Linked DNA regions of Oryza sativa: region 1 is linked to region 2. The links are chromatin contacts, called in public HiCAR-type maps. All regions are on one chromosome and are shown on one strand. The core of a region is the stretch at or near the end of the contact, and the rest is flanking DNA. Distances in the headings are between cores, read along the strand shown. Region 1 has its middle 5.3 kb from the start of LOC4328768. Region 2 overlaps LOC4328761 (cytochrome P450 711A1).

The links. HiCAR-type assays count read pairs that join an accessible place to other places.
Region 1: a contact with region 2 is called in a HiCAR-type map of leaf, with 3 times the contacts expected there. The contact joins two enhancer-like sites. A contact is called at or near these places in 1 of 15 Hi-C or Micro-C datasets (panicle) and 1 of 4 datasets of contacts at active chromatin or transcription factors (leaf).

What each region holds. Positions count from the first base shown.
Region 1 is chr2:6,984,477-6,988,368 of ASM3414082v1, forward strand. No RefSeq gene overlaps it. Among protein-coding and RNA genes, the nearest start is that of LOC4328768, 5.3 kb to the left of the region's middle. Within about 2 kb of position 2,070, at least 14 of the 15 cell types and tissues checked have open chromatin away from gene starts, as enhancers often do. A contact at or near this core is called in leaf, where this site is marked.
Region 2 is chr2:6,828,755-6,832,401 of ASM3414082v1, forward strand. It overlaps LOC4328761 (cytochrome P450 711A1), which reads right to left. Exons shown (of 7, transcript XM_066307323.1): 3 at 1,796-1,945; 4 at 1-470. The coding sequence starts at 259. Among protein-coding and RNA genes, the nearest start is that of LOC4328761, 4.1 kb to the right of the region's middle. Within about 2 kb of position 2,042, at least 6 of the 15 cell types and tissues checked have open chromatin away from gene starts, as enhancers often do. A contact at or near this core is called in leaf, where this site is marked.

The DNA of each region.
Region 1 (3,892 bases), core at 820-3,319, 160 kb after region 2:
CTAGGACATTATAAACCCTATGATTACTATCGTTATCCTTAGAGGGGAAGAGCTAAATAAAAAGGCAAAAGGCAAAACTAAATAAAAAAAATGTTTGTTGACTTTTGCATAGCATTCTTTTAAAGGTGCAACAATATTTTGAACATATTAGTAAGGTCTAAAAATTACTTATTATTAATTATGCAAGTTTGTTCTCCATTTTCTCTCTTCTGGAGCAATATAGGAAACCATCATACAAGAATTTAAAATATCAAACCACACTTGATGCAAATCACAATATAATTAGTAAGAATTAAGAAATGCAAGGTGAAACAACAAGTTTTAGACATGGTTTCACAAAACAGAATACAGACATAAAATTCATATGTATGCCATAGCTTGTAACCAATGAATATGCACGGAAGCAAAAGTATGATCCCGTCATTAGATTTACAAAGGAACACAATCTGGCATCTGGCATCTATGGGGGAGAAACGTCAGTGGTGCCAAGTTTAACAATTGCTGGATAGAGCTTGGCTGTTGCCGTGGCTACAGTCATCATATTCAACTTATACCACAATTGTCGATGCTTCCATTGAGTTTGACAATTGTCGGCGGCACGTTAACGCCACTGCTTTTGTCTGGTATCGCATCGATGGGTGAGAGGGAGAAGAGAGTTCTAGCATCATGGTAACTTCGTCAATCCCAATTACTATCCACTGAAGGCTACATGTGCTACAACGCAGGTATATGATTGTAAAACCGTTTTAAAACAAATCCATGTCAGCAAAACGACTCGTTAAAACTACTCTATGGGTGATATTTTTTTATAAAATGGTGATATTAAATGAGTGGATTAGAAGCTAAGGGTCTATTTGGACCACTTTGATAGTGTGCGCAGGAGGCTTGTTCAAAACAAAACTGAACGCTTAGTTTGTGGCCCCCAAATTAGCACATGAGCAAAATTTAACCAAACAAAAGATCCACCACAAAATGTAACTAGCGCTTGTGCATCACGCATTTCAATCCAGACGGCTCCATTGCATCTCAGAATTTCAATCGAGGCGGCTACATTCTCCTATATTTTTCAACGAGGCACGACCGTACGGTGTACGGTGAGTGAACTGTGTTTCTAGACCAAAAAGGCCAGCGTGGGCCCACGTCAGCCAGCCAGGGGCCCCACCGGTCAGAGCCGAGGTGGGACCGGGTCACAGAACAACAACGACAACAAACCACGCGGTTCAAAGACTCGACAAATCCAGCGGCGCCTCGACGGAGAAGCCGAAATTCGATCTCCGATTTCTGTTTTCCAAACCGGCAAATTCCAAGTAGTAGCTGAATTGAATTGAATTCGGGACCCCCCAAAACGACATGTGAGGAATCAATGGTCAGAATTCAGATGCGTGCACTGGAAGAACAGTGGATTTGAGCAGCATTTGGATGCCGCCGATCAATCGACGTGATGGGGATTGAACTGTTTGAATGTTGAACCGTTCAATTTAGAGGGGACAACAAATCGTTTACCGGTTAATAGTACGATCATGAATACTAGTTCCTCTGTTCTAAAATATAACAAATCCTAAAGTTTAAAGTTTATCTCAAATATAGCAGCTTATTACAGGTAAAAGATAACTTTTACCATTAAACGATCTATACTATCTCTAATAATCTAGACATATACCTCATCCATCCGGAGAAAGCAACAAGTTTTTTTTTATCTATTTCTTAATATCTGTGATAAAAATTAAAATCTTTGGTATATTTTAGGATAGAGTATAATTTATGATGCAATGTATGCACTCTAGATGGGATTATGTAGTAATCAGCATAAGGTTTGACGTTTGATGCCCCAAGATCATGTCCAATCATGTCTTGGAGCTGTACAAGCAACACATTCTCTACGCCATTAATTACGTAGAGAGCCACTTGTATTAAGGGGGCCGTTGGAGGATTTGACTCTATCCATACGGGGGCAGCAGCACACCAGCAGAGGCTAGTGGGGCCCACTTGACCAGCTTGGTATTGGGTGCTTGCGTTCTTTTTCCCTTCAATATAAATTCTTTGGGTGATTGCTAGAAGTAATTCGTGTGCTTTCTCACTTGAGTTTTGACTTGTGACTTTGTGAGTACTCAATGTACCATCACCTCCTATATGTTTAAAGTATTTGTTTGTGTTCCAAATTCGTCTTATAGCGACCAACTTGACGCGCGTTAATGTCGATTAAGATTGGGTTCGAGGGCGAGAGTGACAAGAGGGGAAATAGGAAGAGGAAAATGCCATGATAGTATTGACAAAACCATGTGCGAAGGGGGGATTGTATCGCAGTTGTGTTGCTCCCCATTTCGGTTTTCCCCACTTTACCCAAACTACTTTTTTGTTGATCTTGGTTATACAAAAGGTACGCAAGGACCCGTTTTATTGGACTGTACGTTACTCGTACACCGATGGTGAATGTAGATCCTCCAAGTTTTTAGATTAAAAAAATAATGTGTTCGACGTGCACATCAATGTATGTGTGTGGTGCGGACTGTGGAGTGAGCGTGCATCTTAAGGCTGTGTTCTTTTCCTCAGTGTTCCCAACCCCTCTCTTTCGTATTCCGCGCGCACGCTTTTCAAAATGCTTAACGGTGCGTTTTTTTTTTAAAAAAAGTTTCTATACGAAAGTTGTTTAAAAAATCATATTGATCCATTTTTTTTAAAAAAAATAGCTAATACTTAATTAATCACACGCTAATGAACCATGCATTCATTTAATACGCAGTAGATGAACTCTCAACCTACAGAAACACACAGCCTTACTATATTTACAGTTCAGAAAACCATGTGAGAAGAAGAATAACGGTGGGCGGAAGTAAGAACCAAACAGGTTAACAAACGGTCGATGCGACGGTAGCTACAATATGGAAGGAGAAGGGTTGCGATCGATCTTCGCGAGCCCCCAGCTGAAAGATAAGGATAACGACGATGGCGAACGCGACGGTGGCTCACCCAAAAGGATGAGGTGGCACAGGGGGGGTAGAGTTGCACGGTAGCGATGGCCTTCTAGTAGACAGTGTTGGCGCCAAAAAACCAGCAAACAACATGACAGTGAGGGTGCAGCCGCCACTGCCAACAACATGACAGTTTTGCAGAGAAGAAGATGACACAACAAACGCCAGCCAGCAAAGTGTACACCTAGCGACCTCTACTATAATATTCCCTCTGTTTCAAAATATTTGACACCGTTGACTTTTTAAGTATATGTTTGACCGTTCGTCTTATTTAAAAAAGTTTGTGAAATATGTAAAACTATATGTGTATATGAAAGTATATTTAACAATGAATCAAATGATATAACAAGAATAAATAATTACTTAAATTTTTTTGAATAAGACGAATAATCAAACACGTACTAAAAATGTCAACAGTGTCAAACATTTCGAAACGGAGGGAGTAACTTATTAACTGGAATCACATCGGTAGAAGAAGATAAGCCCGGTTGAAAAACCGGGCCAAAGTGTCGAGGTCACACGCTTCCGCGTTCAAACAGGAGCGTCGTCAAGGTCAAGAACAACTAATAACTTCACATGACATTGCCTGTCAAAGATTAATTACTGGGTCCCCAAACTGATAAAAGAAGAAGACAGAAAAACATTGGATTGATCCGAATTCATTCCAAAGCTCAGACGCATACAGGCAAAGCACCGGGTAAACTGGAAAGTGTAAACGTAGCTCAACTTGCACGGAGGCTCAAGAGTTGAGTGACAGCAGCAGGGGGTTGAAAAAGGAACAAGCAATTAACAACAGGCAAACGAAACCAAACACTGTGAAAGAGAAACCAGCGTTCTCCAGGAAGTAGCTGAAGCTGCACCTGCAACTTCTATCTCACCTTCTTCCAGTTGGCACCAACCAATCTTCCTCAGAAGATGGCTAA
Region 2 (3,647 bases), core at 792-3,291:
TCGGACCGTACTCCTTCGTGATGGCGCGAAAGACGTCCGGCCCGTTCTTGGCGAGAAGATGAAGGTGGCCTATGGGGAACCTGGTTGGAGGCCCTGGAACTGTCCTCAAGCTCCAGAAAGGTGCATAGAAGTATACCAGAAACACAGCAAGCAGAGCCAGTGAAGATCCAAGCAGCAGGACAGGTAAACCTGGGGTTGCAACATGGCTGATTTCAAGTGCAATGGAGCAATTGCTTGCCTCCATGGAAGATGCTTGCATGCTCACAAGTTTGCAATGGAGAGTTTGCTAGCTCGCTGGCTGCTTCTGGTGCCTGGATTGGTGCTGCTCATGCCAATTTAAACGTGAGGCACGAGTGATTGTCCTCTTCATGCTGCTATTCCCAGGACTTGCTGTAGCAGCGGGGAGCCGTTCCAGAGAGGGGCGATAGAGAACGTGTGGTGACACGCGTCACACACCAGCAGTTCTTGACCTGTGTAAGACCAGTGAAAAATCGAGTAATTTCATTGTAAGCAAAGCGTTTTTGAATTCTAAAAAAGTGCTGAACTTTCATTTACAACCAATCGTTAGCAATAGCATTTCAACAGACTGTCTACAGCCAAAAGTTTACATACAATAGCAGATTTCTTATCCCTGATTTACCACCTTATCTTTGACTATACCAATATTTGCTTGATCAATTGGCCTAACTACTATATACACACACAAACGCACACACACTACTTGCATTACCTACAAGTTTTTTAATTGCAACTATAGTTTTGTTAACAGGAGAAAATCAATTTCATCACCAGCTGTTATTTTATACCTTTTATAACCGAAAAACAGGGAGAAATTGTGCGGACAAATAGCAATAATATAAAACGAGTGCAGTAGTCAAATTGTGATTTTTTTCTACAAAGTGCCCACTCATCTATCTGAACCCGCATATTGAATTCCACTTAAACCTGCAGCCATCATAAATACGACAGCACAAACTGAAGGAAGCAGAAACGTAGGGATCGTTCTTCGCATATCCTTTTCGGATGGAATTGGGTTCTATGGTTCAGCCATTGGTTTCTTTCTCATAATTAAAGCACATGTGCAGTGACAACAAGGATATCTCTGATGGCAACCATGAAGGCATTGGAATGGGGAATCAAATGGATACCAGTACACCCATTTTAGCACTGTAATTTGGTCAAAAAATTTTACACTGGCTAGTATCACTGCTTTGCAATCTTGGCCAGTGTGACAGTCAAAATGGCTGTCAATATTGCCGTGTGAAAAGAATAAACTTTGAAAGTATCTCTCAAGATTCCCAGTGGGATGGAATTGACACCAGGATTCTGACAAGGATGGTATTAGCACCACGATACTTGGGGGGCTAGGATCTTCCACACTTTTTGTGGTGCTATGCTTTATGCATTATAAGCTCAACAATGTGCATGTGTCACTCGTAGGTCAGATCATTTTCTTTTCTGCTAGTTTGCATGTTAACTCACTAATCCACCATGCCACATGTTGTACACAAGTAAGTGGAAAATTATTCGTGAATCATGAAAGTTTTGAATATCCAACCTTAACCGTACCTCGTGGGATTCGATTAGACATACTGACGTCAGTTGAAAATTATGCCAAAAACAGCAATTTTTTCAATAAGAGTCGTCGAAAGCACCAGGTCACATATTTTATCGTCAAGTTCTCATTTGTTGCGAAATATATCACGCGTTTTAAAATATCACTTCAAAATTGATAATAATTGGTCGAACAAATTGCAAATCAGTTCAATTCTATGGGATCACATAAAGTCCATACCTTTATAAGAAAACCAGGTATTGGCAGTTACCATCTGGTTACTAGCATTCCTCCCTTCCCCAGTTGATTCCTGATGATGTAGTACAGCAGCAGCATCAGTATTAGTAGGTGTTTGGGAGATTCCACGATCCCAGTTCCCTTCAGCATGGCCTACAAAATGAAAAACAATGGTCCACATTCTCTGGATATTGGTTGCAGGGTTAACACTGATTCTCCTGTTGCCATCTCCCAGAGGAAATATTCTCTCCTCGATGTACTCTTTTCTTCAAGGCTGACAGAGCCCTGTTCTTTTCCAGCCATCATGGGGCCCAGCTCTGTTCTTTTCCAAACTAAGACGTTGTGCTTGTAGTATACAAACATGTTCCATTTCCAGCTCTGTTCCATTTTAGATTTATAAGGTTATTACAACAGTGTAATGTTTTCTTCTCATCTATTCAGTCCACTTAGCAAGTTGTTGATAAATGCTATCTAACTAAAACTTTGGTTTAAGTTTCTCTCTCGATATTTTCTGTTTCCATCTATTAAAAAGATGAAGGCTCCTCTTTAGTTCTACAAAAATACATGTAGTGGTACGGTAATATACATGTTTAATTACTATGAGCTAATTTGCGCTGCAACTCCTCCACTTGATTCATGGTAATGCCCCAGAATTTTGACATTACAGGGCTAAGCACATTTCGGACCACGCAGAAATATCTAGTCCAGAAGTGTAAAAGAAGACATATGACAAAGCACAGAGAGATAAATATATTTCAGAGTTCACTTGCTCTGGTCTCCTTTACCAAAGGTAAAAGTCATTAAATACCTGAATCATGAGAACTCATAAGGTACCCATGCATGGATCAAATGGGAGAATGCTTAACCTATTCAGATTCTAATCTTATTTTGAATTGATTTTACCTATCACAACTAGCACTCATCAAATAGCCCTCTAATCAACAAGAAATCAGGGAAAAAAAAGAGAGGAAAAGATGACTGAAGATATTTCGTAGGCTGATAGGCTCTATCAAGAACCTAAGATATTCGTGGACACCCACCAAAAAGGAAGAAAAATACTCCAGCTGCACAATAGTTTCCATTAAAAATGAGTGAATGATACACGGGCCAACAAAGGTGACCGACAACCTGTCACTTTTTGACCCTACGTGCAAATGCACGAGACTGAGAACAACCATAGTTAAACCATAGATCCAATGCATAGTGTACCATGAACAATCTCTCGGTTGTGTATCAGTTGTCATGACAAGAAACTGGGTCCCAAAACTGAATCGAATGAGTAATTTATGGATTAAAGTGACTCCACGGAGCTATATTACCATGCCATTGAAGTAAAAAGTAAGTCAAGTGAAGTGACTAGATGTACTGCAGCAAGCCCTATGGCATGAAGCTTTACTATTTTTAACATAATTTGGCATCGATGCTGTGGCATTCAATCTCCAGTATCAGTTTTTGCATTGCATGAAGCAATTGAAAGAGGATAAAGGCACACAACTTTTGTTCACCAGTTTAGAGCCCTTCAGTACAATATTAGGGTTGATGGTAACAGGAAAAGGTCAATAGTAAAAGAACCCAACTTGGACAATTATTGTACCAAGTCACCAGGGAGATGGGGGAATCTCCAGCTGTTGACGTTTTGCACAGCTTGTAATATGTGCGCAAATTTTTAATTTGTGCCCCTGAATTTCACAACTCTCTTTTTCTGACAATGATGTGCATAAACCCCTCATTCCTGGACATGCAACCTGATGGCTCAGTGTTTGGCGATGAATGTTGGGGAGGCTCTTCCTCTGTAGGCTAAGGTAGTGGGCCAGCGGCCGTATCTCAGTAGGCAGATAGCTAGGTAAGTATGTAT